Linked DNA regions of Mus musculus: region 2 is linked to region 1. The links are chromatin contacts, called in public ChIA-PET maps. All regions are on one chromosome and are shown on one strand. The core of a region is the stretch at or near the end of the contact, and the rest is flanking DNA. Distances in the headings are between cores, read along the strand shown. Region 1 has its middle 18 kb from the start of 1700124M09Rik. Region 2 overlaps Gm33104 (predicted gene, 33104).

Region 1 (6,898 bases), core at 2,061-4,560:
TATCACACACACACACACACACACACACACACACACACACACACACACACACACTAATCCTTTGGAAAGGACATAGTTTATACTGTGACTCTGACCTTCAGAGACTTGAGCTTAGTGCAATGGCGCCTTCCCGGAAGTTCTTCGTGGGGGGCAACTGGAAGATGAACGGGAGGAAGCAGTGTCTGGGAGAACTCCTCTGCACCCTGAACACAGCCAGCATGCCAGCAGGCACCGAGGTGGTTTGTGCACCGCCAATCGATTACATCAACTTCGCCAGGAAGAAGCTGGATCCCAAAATTGCTATGGCTGCACAGAACTGCTACAAAGTGACCAGTGGGGCCTTCACTGGGGAAATCAGCACTGGCATAATTAAAGGCTTAGGAGTTACCTGGGTCGTGCTGGGACACTCAGAAAGAAGACATGTCTTTGGGAATCAGACGAGTTGATTGGGCAGAAAGAGAACCATGCCCTAGCAGAGGAACTCTGAGTGATCGCCTACACTGGGTAGAAGCTAGACAAAAGAGAAGTTGGCATCACCGAGAAGGCTGTTTTTGAGCAAACCAAGGTCATCGCAGATAATGTGAAGGACCGGAGCAAGGTGGACCTGGCCTGCGAACCTGTATGGGCCATTGGGACTGGCAAGACTGCAACCCCTCAACCGGAAGTACATGAGAAGCTCCAGGGATGGCTGAAATCCAATGTCTCTGATGGGGTGGCTCAGTGCACCCAGATCATTTATGGAGGTGCTATCACTGGAGCAACCTGCAAAGAGCTGGCAAGTCAGCCTGACATGGATGGCTTCCTTGTGGGTGGTGCATCTCTCAAGCCTGAATCTGTGGACATCATCAATGCCAAACAATGAGCACTGCCCATCCTTCTACTTGCCTGCATAGCATGGATTAGGTTGCCCGGAACTGCTCCCACCAGTCACATGCTTCTGATGACATCATCTACCCCATCTTGTGGCCTTATCCACACTGTACCTTCTGGAGCCTTTTACAACTCCCCAAAATGGTTGGGACCATTTAATCCCTTTACTACTTAGAATGGTTAGAATCAAGTATGTCACCAAGGTGGCTTCCTGGGGAGTGGAAGGAGTAGAACTGACTGTCCCTTTGGGCCCTAACAAGTGAAATCGCCTTCCATTGGTTTGGGACGGAAACTCATGGTTGGAGGACAGGAAATGGGCTTCGTGTCACTTTGGCCTGTCATTTAGATGGCCTTGGCTCTAAGCTTCACTCCCAAGCCCTACCGGATGTCTGATGCAGAAGTTCAGAGCCTTTGGGTCTGAATTTCAGTATATATTAAGGCCAAGATCCTCTTACTCTAAGAAGACTGGGATACTCCCCTCCCCCACAGTGCTGAAGTCCTGGTATTGTGTTTGTGAAGCATCCTACATGGAAGGAAGATAAACACCTCGGGGTGGGAAGCATTAACATTACAGCTTTTTCATATGCTGCCATCTAAGGTCAGCTTAATTTTTTTATGACTGGAGCTGGTATTAGTCTGCTCTTCCCAGAGATCTTGACTGGTTTATTTCTTGCCATCTAGTGGAAGGCACCCTTGTACTGAATTTCTCTCTATAACCAAGGTGAGGACCCTAGCCCATCAACTAATGAAGGTCATTGACAAAGACTAAGGTCCTTTTTGGTGGGGTTGGAAGGGGAAGGAGTTGTTGCTTTGACTATTTGAGGCAGACTTTCACAGAGTAGCTCTGCTCACCTTCTAAATGAGGAATTAGCAGGGAGAACAACTTCTTGTTCTAGGCTAGCTAGGTGCCAGGAACCCTCTGTCAGATTCAGGGAAGTTCCCAGGTCTCTATCTGCCTTTGTGCTTTCAAAGCTGGGGTTTAGTGACACCCCAGTTGATTCCTTGGATGGTTAGCCCAGAACTACATCCACCAGGACTCACTGTAAGATCATTATCAGGAGACCCTCAACTTGGAAATGTTGGTGACATCAAAGCAAATCTTAGTTTTAAGAGGAAAAAAAAATAACTTTACTAGAGGTTACATTCACAGCCATTACTTTCTGCAGTATAATTCATGGTTAGTCTGGTATTTTTCCAGGGCAAAGAAACTCTTCTCTAAAGTACCTAATGTGCTATGCAGAAAGGGAAATTCCTTCCCGTCCTATGAGAGATGATATTGATTAATTTTTATTTTAGTTAGCTAAATGACTTTTTTTTCTGCAACATTAAGAGGAACTTATCCTTATGTGAATTTGTTCAGATTAGAAAATAAGAAAATGTTTACCATTTTGAATCCAGGATTCCACAATTCAATACCTCTTAAAGATGAAATAACCCCATGCTTTATTTTTAAAGGGCTTTAAAAATAAAGTTTTAGAAGTTATCAATGCCTATTTGGGAAATACATGATTTTCCTCTAATATACAATCATGACAAATGAAACAGTTTTTGTAGTTTCCAGACTGACGGCCAAGTCATCCCTGAGAGTATCCATGAATAAAACATGACAGTTCCAGTGGCAGAGTCTAAACAGGTTTTCCTGACTTCTACTTCAGTTCAGGGCTGGATTAAGGTCTCTAGACTTCTGGGAGTAAAATAGATGCTGCTGGCATGGAGACAAGATGTCTATGTTTTAGATTAAGATTTAGAACTCACCTGTTTGGAATCATTTGCTGTGGGTGCCATTTTTCTGCCTTCTTAGAGGGAGTCTCACAAAGGTTGTGGGGAGGTAGCTGGAAGACAGTAAAACTGATAGGGTTGGAGGGGTGACTTAGGGACCTTTGAAGTCAAGCTCAGATCCTGGTCTGGGGTAGATCCCATTAGTCATGACTTAGGGGTTACTCAGTTGTAGTGTTCCTCTGTTTAACAGTACAGTAGGGACACTGTGACTCTAGGCACAGCCTGGGCTAGGAAGGCCAGTGTTTTGCCCAGGAACTCTTTCTAATTCACAACTTGAAACTTGGCATCAGCAGCTTATAACTTGTTTTTTTTTTTTTTAATTTGGAGAATTAACATTAGACCATATCATGTTCATCTTGTAAGCATCGAAGGACCAGTTTTGTTTTGTCTTGTTTTGTTTTGTTTAGTTTCGTCCTTCTCTAGTACTTCAGTACAGCAATCAACTTAGAATCCTAGCAAGCTGGGTGCTTCCTAACATCCAGCAAGAGAGCCCTTGTGAGCACAACCTTGGTGTACAATGCATAAGTTTAAAAGCTGAGTTGTGAGGCAGAGTTTCTCCAAGAGCAGGTGGGTGTCTTCTGGCTTTGCACACAGTACTGCAGAACCCAGTGCACAACAGCAAAACCAAAAGCATGTGAGGAAGGCAGAGAGAGCACACAGCAGTTCCCCACCTCACACAGACCACAGCAGCAGGAAGCACAGATGATCTGCAGTCCCAGCAGAACCCACCATGGGACACGGCTTTTGTAAGGGATGCTGTGGGGTAGACTCTGCCCTGGATTCCACTTGACATTGGTTCTTTGAGAGAGGGCCACGCCTAGGAGAGATAATTGAGGACATACAATGAGGTCTGCTATCCTTTGCCTAGAGTCTAGGGCTAAGATGTAAGTCTGCTTTGCCATCTTTCAAAGTAGTAAACCACAGGTCGCCTACAAGGAAGGTTTATGACGCCCAGTCTGCCTCTGGTTACTAGTGTCAACCCCATATCCGCTCCAGCTATGGGATATGGAGGAACTGCCAGACATCTGCAACTGGTTTAGACTGGGTCTGAATTCCCCCAGGAAGTAAAGTGTGTGTCTGTGTGTGTGTTAGGGGAGAGGCAAGGCACTATCACCTATCAATTACCTAATTCCTGGAAAAAAAAAAACTGAGGAAGTGGGTGGCTTGTTGTTAAGGAACTTGGAGAAGGTGTTTCTGTTTTAGTGTACAGCATTTGGTTGTAAACCATGTTAAAAAAGAAAACACACTTTCCCTTAGCAACCATGTCTGGAGCTGCACTTAAGGCAGACAAGAAAACAGCTGGTTGCAATTTCCCTCGTTTTTTGCTGGACTTCTGTGTCGTTAAATATAAAGATGGTTCTGACTCCTACGGCGGGTGGGGGGAAGAGCCTGAAGTAGCAAAGGGAGGGAGGAGTTTTTGCACAGTGACCCAGTGTGGTGCAGAAGAGGACAATTTCACCAAGACACCACACACAAGGGTACTCTGGCAGAATTATGAACGCGCTATTGTAAACACTGCCTCCTCAGCCCCACTGCCAACACTCTTGGTTCTTAAAGGTCTAGAGTTAGAGGAAAATACCAGGCAGGAAGACTCAAGCCTGGAATCGCAGCACTTAGGAGACCAGGACAGGCAATGACTACTAGTTTGAGGCTAGCCGATGCTACATAGTAATTTCCAGACTCGTCTTAACTAAACAGAGTGAATATCTGTCTTAAACAATTGACTTCAAAACAAACAATCAAAAAACATAATCCAAGAAGAGCTTATAAAACCATGTCTTTCTGATTACTATATATTTATTTCTACAAGTCCACTTAAGTGTACAATTTGATAAGTTTTGGCAAATGTAGAAATGCAAGCAACCACCATAACAAATGAAGCATTTAAATATTACATCACTCTAAAAAATGTCTACATGTCTGCTTATTGTCACCTTGCCTTACAGCAGATACCAGGAAAATTATATGGTTTGCTATGTATCTTTTAGTGACTGGCCTCCTTTATACAACATAATATTTCCATTTAAAGTTAAAACCTGTAGAATAAATCTGAAAAAAACAAGACTGTTTTAAAGCGAGGGCCCAGCAAGATGGCTTTGCAGTGAATGGCAGGGCACTTGATGCTTTTGCAGAGGACTAGGATTTAATTCCAGGACATACATGGCTGCTTACAGTCATCCATAATTTTAGTTCCAAGGAATCTGGAGCCCTCTTCTGTCTTCTCTGTGTATCAGACGTGCATGTAGTACACAGACATACATGCAAACCAAACATTCATATACATAAAATAAGTCTAAATGTTAAAATCCCAGTCTTTGAGATAGCTCAATAGATATGGGCACTTATTCCTGACCTAGTGATTCCTGGGACACAGAGAGCAGAAGGAGAGAACCAATTTCTGAAAGTTGTCCTTTGAAATCTACACTCTGAAATCCTTCTCCTTACCACACACACAATAAATAAACAAACAAATAAATGTCATAAAAATGTAAAGTTAAAGCCTGTGTTGGTGAAAACTTAGCAGGTCATTTCACTTTAGTAAAGAGCAGCTTGTTACTTTCCAGATGTCGCACTTGTTTGTTGAATGTCTGGGGCCACTTTTAGCAAAAGTTTTGTGCATGGGAGTGTCAATCTTTGCTTGATCACATCTTCACTTCTCTGAAATATTTAAGAATAAAAATGTTGGGTCATTTGACTTCATTGATCTATTTTCTTTATATATTCCCTTTTTCCTTCTTGCATTTAAAACTTTTATTGCCTTTTAAAACTCTTTAAAAGTTATATTTTATTTATTTAGTGTGTATATATGTGTTTGCAGGTGTATACTTGTCACAGCCTACATATGGAGGCCAGAAGAAATCTCTGGGAGTCAATTCTCTCCTGGTATCTCTGAGATCCAATGATTTGAATGAAACTCAAATCATTTGGCATCTTTACTTCTTAAGGTATCTCACTAGCCCTTCCCCTAGGTCCTAAAGTAATTTTTATATTCTCTTGTTTTCTAACTTATTTGTTGGGCTTTGAGACAGGATTTCATATATCCCAGACTGCCTTAGAACTTTAGTGCCTATTGAAGCTTGGCCTTGAATTATTGATCCTTCTGCCGCTATGTCTTACCATGACCACCATCACTGGCTGTAGGTGAATTTTCAGGTTTCTTCTTTTCTAGGATAGCTGTGTCAATCTGTCATGTTTCTGCCAAGGACTGTTTCTGCCAGTAAATTACATGCAGTTTTATATATAGGTAGCCCTTGATTTACATTTGACTGAACGACCATGAAAATGAAGATACAGGTTGATATCATGCCTTAGTGATCTTAATAATGAAGGAAAAATAAAACGAAAATTTCTGTGACCTTTAAAAAAAAATTGGCATAGCATTAAAAACCCTCACTGTCAAAAAATTTCTCACTTTGTATTATCCATGTGTAGGGAATTATTCAAATGATGAAACTAATACTTTAAAGTTTAAAATGATATACACATTAGAGTGTTTACTTCTTTGTAAATATTTATCTGGTCATGCATGTGAATTTCCCATGTTTCCATTATAGAAACTGAAAATGTTCAGAAGCTAAATGGCAGTGACAGTTCTACCATGTGAGAATGTGTTAATTCCATACTTAGAGATTGGGAAGTGCCAAGTTTTGTATTATTATGTGTTATGTAATATGTATGTATTTACACATTTAAAAACTTACCAGGAGTCATTTGAGCAGTGCATTCTACTTCTTAGGGTGAACTTTATTAATGTAAAATATCTTAGTTGCTTTTTTCTGTTTCTCTGATAAAACAGGGGGGAAAACAACAACTTCAGAAGCAAAGGGTTTATCTTAGTTCACAGTACAAACACCATCCCTTCCCATGAGGAAGTCAAGTCAGAAGGAGATGGAAATGGCTGGTCACATCACATCCAAATTAAGAGAAGAAGGAATGCATGTCGCTGACTGGCTGCCTGGCTCCCTTTCTCCATTTGTACAGCACAGGGAATGGTGCCGCCCACAGTGGAGGTATTTTTCCATGTCAGTCAGCAAAATCAAGATACTTTCCCAGAGACATGCCCAGAGGACCATCTCCCAAGTGAATCTAGATCCTGTTGAACTGATGACAACACCCATCGTGCAGATGAGTTAATTGTCACACCCTCTTCTCCCTGCTCCTTTACCCTTCCATAGTGTGAAACAGCAGAGTGTCTCCTCGGGGGAAGGTTTTGCTAGTGTCATCTCTTTTGGAATACTTTCATCCTTTT
Region 2 (6,898 bases), core at 3,084-5,583, 390 kb after region 1:
TAAGATCTGCCAAGGGCTCCTGGCCAATAGCAGGGCATCACTGGGAAGGTGATGAAATCAGAATCATGCATTAAGGGTGGTTCCAACAGAAATCCTGCTCCAAAAAAGGACCTGGGGCTACTTTCTCTAAAAACACCTGATTTCAATCTACATGTTGCTTTGTTACCCCTTTCCTTTCAACCACTAGCTACGATGAAAGTCAATGTCTAGCTCTTGCATGGCCAACGATTAAGCATGAAATACTAACATAGATAAATTCCACGGTGAAAAAGAATAGTTGAGCACAGCAAGAAGGGTGTCCTCTCTTCAACACACTGCACCAGTCCCTGGCCCAACTAGTCTCCCAGCCAACAGAATTAGTGTGATCCTTACCAAGAACACAAGAAGGAACTGGACTGCTGAGACAACTCCAAAATCATGGGGTTATTTGTGCCATTGTGGCCATGGTTAACACTTTGCTAGGTTTGCCTTTGATAAGAGCAGAAGTTGGAGATGGTACACACCTTTATCTTCCTGAGAGAACATGGATAAATATCACTTGATCTTCTGTATTGGTTGAAGCTTTGAGAAGTGTATTTGGTACCTTTAAAGCATATTGAATACCTTTCTCTTCTTAACACCTCTAGACTCTTGAAAAGGATTGTTTTTCAAGAATTACAGTTAGCTTATATGGAAATGGGGACCTAGACTCTTAGGAAGTCTGCACAGAGAACAGCACACCTGTTATGAAGAATGCAATCTACAAACAGCTTTCCTTTGATCCAGTTCTGTGTGTGAGTCTACAAGTTAGTCTCAAGTTAATGTAGAACTTGCTGCTGCAAGCACTTTGAACAAAAGGGCATCGGAAAGCATCAGAAGCCAGGTCTCTCGATCTCGCTCCTGTAATTTGTCCTCCTGTAAAGCAAGCCACGGAAAGCAGAATTCTTCTTCCCCAGGGAGATCACTCCTCTCTGCTTTGTCCTTACGGTCCCTCTTTCCTGAGGAGCCCTGTCCTGTGTCTAGAAGAAATGCCACAGAAAAGTCAAAGAGAATCTGAGCCACAGGAGTTGCTGGCTTTCCATCTCAGATCACACTCTAGCTCCAGACCACACTGTTGTGTCTAGTTACATTGTCATGTGAGTGCCTGGTCCTCATGAGTGCCTGGTCCTCATCAGCCCTACCTAGGAAAAATGGACAATGTTCCCTGGGTTTTTTAATTGTCATTTCTGAAAGCCATCACTTTGGGTCATGCAAAACGTTGGCTAAGTAAACTTTCTATGCTTTTCTCTTGTCCACCTATGTTCTGAGTAGGAGTTCTGGCCATGACGCTTACAATAAGGAAAACATACTTTTGTGTCCTTATATATAATATCTGTGGATCCGGTGCCACCATCCTTTCAAGGGTGAACTGTCTTACACTCAGGTGAAGTCATCAGAATTCAGACATTGGTCTGCCATTCATAGGTTTCTCCACCCCAAGCTCTCTATATCACCTCACTTAGCCACTGCTTATCCCTAGCTGGCCACTGTGGTAAAAGGTTAATCACAAACGTGGGTATTTATAGGGAATAATATGATGGGAGTAACCACATGTGGGTGAAAAAGAAATGAAAAGTCATGGCGACACAGAGCTTGTGACTATCCTGCAATTGGGATGGGAAACAAACAAAGGGGTCAGAATTCTGCCTGTCAACACAGGAAGAAAAGCAGACTGCTGGCTGGAAATATTAATCTGATCTTGGATGCTGGTCATAGAGGCTACACTCAGGAAGCTGAGGCAAGAGGATTGACAAGAGTTCTAGGCCAGTTCTAGGCTACGGTGAAACCAACCAACCAACCAACCAACCAACCAAACAAACAAACAAACCTGTTGTGTTAGGAAGTTGACAGTTGTTGCCTCAGAGAGCATGTGGCAGTGTCTGCAGACAGTGAGGAGTAGCATGTCACTGGCATCTGGTGTGACATGGCCAAGGGTTCTGTAAGCATCCTAGAATGCACATAGAATGTACACACAGAGCAGCTGCCTACAACAAAGAAATTTCCAGGCCCAAGTGTCAGCTGCGCTTTAAAGCAGAACTCCACTGAGGAAGCCAGTCTTCTTTCCTTGCATGGTTATTTCCCAGTAACATGCTTGAAACATTCTGGCAATAGTGACAGACAGAAATGTGCTTAGAACATTAATTCATAATTATGAGATGATTGCGATATTTCTAGAATGGGAAATCAGATATTTAAATGCACATGTCTCTAAAGATTGGTATAAAAGAAATAATTAACATCCAAAGTATCTATGACTCTTAAATCACAAAACTACTACTAAATGTTAAATATTGGGCTAAAATACAGAGCACATTTCATCTTTTAATGAAGAGAATTCTTTCTGTAAATTACTAGAACTCTTAAGGAGTTGGAACAAGTACTATCCAAAGTAGACGAGGAGCCACAGAGTATGGTACAGGAACACTGGGGTGAGCTTGTGATTGCACTAAGCCTGGTCTCTGCTCAGTGACTGTATTGTGTTCAGGTCTAAACCCACAAGGGCATCCTACAAAAAAAAAGGGTAGATTTAATATAGCTTCATCACATGTGTAAAAGCAAAACAATTGGGGGGGCATATTCATTAAATGAAATATAAAAACTCTAACTTGCTCATTGAAAACTAAGTACTTGTAGAGGAAACAAAGACACTTTATTTTCTTATTCTGCAGGAGTATTTCTAATATAATAAGACACCGAGACTGTGTTTAGCTCAAAGTCTATATGGTTGACTCCAAAGTTCAAAATTGCTTTGTTAGATGTAAGCCTTTGTCCCTGGACGGACAGGCTTCTGTCTCTTAGGAAAGAAAATTAAGTTGTATTTTCTATGTGGTGGTTCCTGAATGCAGAATTTTAGATCCGCTTTAATAAAACACGTGGCTGTGTAAGATTTTATGTTAGTAACGGTGATGGAAAGAACATTGATTTATTATTATTATTATTATCATTATTATTATTATAGAAAATTTATGATCACAAATTCAGCATCTATCAAAGAGTTTGGCCACAGTGCACCAAAAAAGCCTCCACCTACTGGGCAATGTTACGACAGGGCAAGATAAAAGCAAAGCTGGTTCCCTTCTTCCCATCACAACAAAAAGGTCGATAAAGCACACACTTGATATCAAACAGAGCTTCCTGCTGGCTTCAGTTACCTGGGAGTCTGGAGCCTGTGGTTTGAGTAATGTTCTGTCCACAATGCCGGGCAGCAGAAGCATAGAGAGAATGTCGGGCTTCCAGCCGGCTGAGCGAGCGCCTAACAACTTCAGACTCATTCTTTATTCTCCATCAGAAACGATAGCAAATGTGTTAAAAGGAAAAAAAAAAGTATTCACCGATCTTCTGATGTTGCCTTTTTTGGTGCTAGGAATTGTGTAACAGAGGTGATCCAGACGAGGTGATCCGCCCTTGAGCTACCTTCCAGGGTCATGTAAGTTTGCAAAAGAACCGAAAAGGAAGAGTTTTGCATAGTTCCTCTTGAAAACAAATGGTTTTTGTTTGTTTGTTTTATGTTTGTTTGTTTGTTATTGTGGAAAATTCCTGAAGAAATAAGATAGAGGTTGCTGGGGTGGGCACTGCAGATGACCAGGTGAAAACAGGACCAAACAGAGTACACATGTGCAGCATAAGTGCAAACATTGTAACTTTTATCTCTTTGATCCTGAGAAATTTTGTCAAAGTAATGACGTTAATATTTTTAAACTCTATATTTTGGTATGCAATAGGACATTTATCCTAGAGTCCATAAGAATGATTTTTTTAAATATGAATGCTTATATCAGTACTAAAGAGGACTCTGCTTGAATCCTCAGGTACTTACCTCATTTTCAAGTGTATCAATTAAAAAGATTACATAATAGGTGCTCTGAGTGGACACATAATTTTCTCACCATTTCTAAACATTCCTACCAAAAGTATAACGTTTAGCTGCCACCCAAACGGTGGAAATGCATATGTACATCTGCGACTTACAAACTGTGTTTTGAGAAACGCTTGTGAGGGAATGCTGCAGCTGCTGATAGGTTGACCTTTAGATTAAAGGAAGGAGAAGACAAACAAAATTCTGGCATGACTGAAACAGAGTGGTAGAAGCCCCGGAGAAGGACCACCAGGGGGCAGCATCCTCAAGCGGTTGTGATGGGGTGAGGCGCCCCCCCCCCCCCCCGCAAGGTTGTTGGTTAGCTCCAGCTATTTAGAACCAGAACCGTTTTCTGATTTCCAAGTTAAAACCCCTAAGTACAAAAACATGTGTCCCCACCCCCAATGTGAAACGGACGAAATTCAAAAGCAAAAATAATACTTTATGCAGCTCAGCATGTACCCTACATCGTTCTGAGCGATGTACATGGATCAAGCAGCTGCCATGACAACCTTTGCAGTGTAAACACTGTTGCTAGTACATTAAAATCACGTGTGCATTTATATGATGCATTGTCTATGATTTTTAATTGAAATTTACAAATGAGGAAACCGGGACACAGAAGTTTATCACGTGCTCATGCCATACAAATACCAAATACCAAGTACCAGAGCTGAGATTCGGACCAAAAGCTCTGGCCCAGAGATCAGATCTGAGACTGAGCCAACAGACTGAGGCTCTCAAGGCAGTGTTTCCTTGTTGGCGCACTATCAAGTTCAGCTACCAGCGCAAGGTCCAACTTATGGCCTTGTCTGGAACACAGCTTCTGTGTGCTGAATCTCTTGAAAACACTTCCCCCGAAAGTTTTACCCCAACAATGCTGCTTTCTTCGTAATCGTGGCTAAATTCTCAGCTCTGGCCAACCAGCATTGAGTATCCAGCAAGGATTTTACTTTAGTAGTTCTGGTATCTTGTTCATCACAGATGGTTCTTCATCCCCAGCTAACCAAAACTACAGATCCTTCACACAAAATGTCCTGTAGAGTCTTTTCTTCCCGCTGACACTGCACAAGCTAGGCCTCCAGGTTTTTTTTTTTTTTTTACTGTTTGCAGCAAGCTCTTACAGAAGTGACTCAATGGCTTTTCTAGCCCCAAGTTTCACAGAACAGTTCATCCTCAAAAGCAGTGAGGACAGGAACTCAAACAGGGCAGGAGTTCATTCAGGGCAGGAGCTGATACAGAGCATGGAGGGGTGCGGCTTACTGGCTTGCTCCTCATGGCTTGCTCAGCCTGCTTTCTTGTAGGAGGCCAGGGATGGTGCCACCTACAGTGGCTGGGCCCGGCTCCATTGGTCACTAATTGAGAAAATGCCTTACAGCTGGATCTTAAGAGTCATTGTCTCAAGTGAGGCTCCCTCCTCTCTGATTCCTCTAGCTTGGGTCAAGTTGACATAAAACCAGCCAACATTTGGGTCTGACCTGCTTCAGGGATGTCTTAGTTACCTTTGTATTGTTGAAAAGGGATCATGACCAAATGTTTTCTCTTAGAAAAGAAGACATTTCACTGGGTGCTGGCTTACAGCTTCAGAGGATTGGTCTTTTGTCACCATGGCAGGGAGCATGGCAGCAGGCAGGCAAGCAGGCAGCTTTACATCCTGTTCCACGGGCATCAAGAAGACAGAGGGAGAGACACAGGGCCCAGTGTAGGCTTTTGCAGTCTCAAAGTCCACTCTCAGTAAGACAACACCTCCTAATCCCCCTAAGCCTTCTCGGTTTCATAACCTGGTGACTAAGAATTGAAATTTGGAAGCCCGCGAGAGCCATTTTCGTGTAAATCACCATAAGGAGAGATGGGTATCAAACATGAGAGGGGTCACCGTGCTTCTGCGGTTTTCTCAGATACCACAAGCTTGCACATCTCAGATCTCCAAGCTCCACATGGAGGGAGACCATGTTTGAGGATAGTATATCTATCTAAGGCAGTATAACATCTAAGACAGATATATCTAATATATGTATAATATATATCTAACATAGATAATATATGTATAATATCTAAGATAGGTATAACACCTAAGGCATCTGGGACTGAAATAAAAAATTTAGTAAGGGAGACTTGATTTTTGTGTTTTAGAAATGGAGAAAGGATGGATCCTATTTGAATGCTGAGCCAAAGTACACCTCTAGCAAGTGAGATTAGCCTTGGACATGTTTTTAAATAGTAGCATGAAAGATTAGAAACATGACCACCTTTAAGTTCACAGATGCTAGCGGGGAGGGAAAGCAAGCCTACATTTTGGAGTGTGTATTAGGAACAACATGTTTTGAAAAGTTAGCAAAGGCAAGTGAGGAGAGCAAGATGACACTAAAGAAAACTAGCATTCATCAAGACCATTACAGAGATGACAACTGCTTGCTGGTTAATGTTCATCTGGCTCAGACCAGCAGGTGCACATGTGTGGGTGCCAGAGGTCAACCTCCCACCATGACTCACTCTTGCTCCTGCATAGACCCCTATTATTGTCAATGAGAGAAACAGCTCGCCTCAACAAGATAAGAGATAGTTTATTCTAGAGCCAGTTATGAGTGACTATGGCTCAGGAACACAGATTTTACTTTCTCCAAATACCACGTTCCAACGAGGTAGCAATTTCGTGCTTTTCCAGAAATAGGGAACCCCAAATTAAGGTACTTTTTAAATGTATTAGTGCAAACATTTGATAAGCAGGTTACAACAAAGAGGTGGACTTTTTGGAATACCTTAGATGCTATCCAGTGATGCTACTAGCTTTTGGGTTGGTAGAAGCCAATAGTCTGTAAGTTCATTCATTCAAGGTTCTACCTTGAAGTCACAAGGACAGGAACAGAAAAAACAAAACAAAAAGAAGACAAAACAAAAAACAAAAAACAAAACAAACAGACAGGAACAGAAAAAAACAAAACAAAAAAAGACAAACAAACAAAAAAACAAAAAAACCCCACATCAGCGGGAGGTCTGAAGATGACTCAAGATAAAGTTTAATTA

What was found. ChIA-PET counts read pairs in DNA pulled down with a chosen protein or histone mark.
Region 2: an RNA polymerase II ChIA-PET map of memory CD8 T cells shows a contact between it and region 1, with 106 read pairs. The contact joins two enhancer-like sites. A contact is called at or near these places in 2 of 484 Hi-C or Micro-C datasets (macrophages and regulatory T cells) and 4 of 115 datasets of contacts at active chromatin or transcription factors (CD8 T cells, Th17 cells, memory CD8 T cells and 1 more).

The regions. Positions count from the first base shown.
Region 1 is chr10:19,101,456-19,108,353 of GRCm38.p6, forward strand. It overlaps the pseudogene Tpi-rs5. Among named protein-coding and RNA genes, the nearest start is that of 1700124M09Rik, 18 kb to the left of the region's middle. Within about 2 kb of position 3,311, at least 98 of the 459 cell types and tissues checked have an H3K27ac peak or open chromatin away from gene starts, as enhancers often do. A contact at or near this core is called in CD8 T cells, Th17 cells, memory CD8 T cells and 1 more, where this site is marked.
Region 2 is chr10:19,487,573-19,494,470 of GRCm38.p6, forward strand. Gm33104 (predicted gene, 33104) reads left to right here. Exons shown (of 4, transcript NR_152784.1): 2 at 3,383-3,445. Among named protein-coding and RNA genes, the nearest start is that of Gm33104, 4.3 kb to the left of the region's middle. Within about 2 kb of position 4,334, at least 26 of the 459 cell types and tissues checked have an H3K27ac peak or open chromatin away from gene starts, as enhancers often do. A contact at or near this core is called in CD8 T cells, Th17 cells, memory CD8 T cells and 1 more, where this site is marked.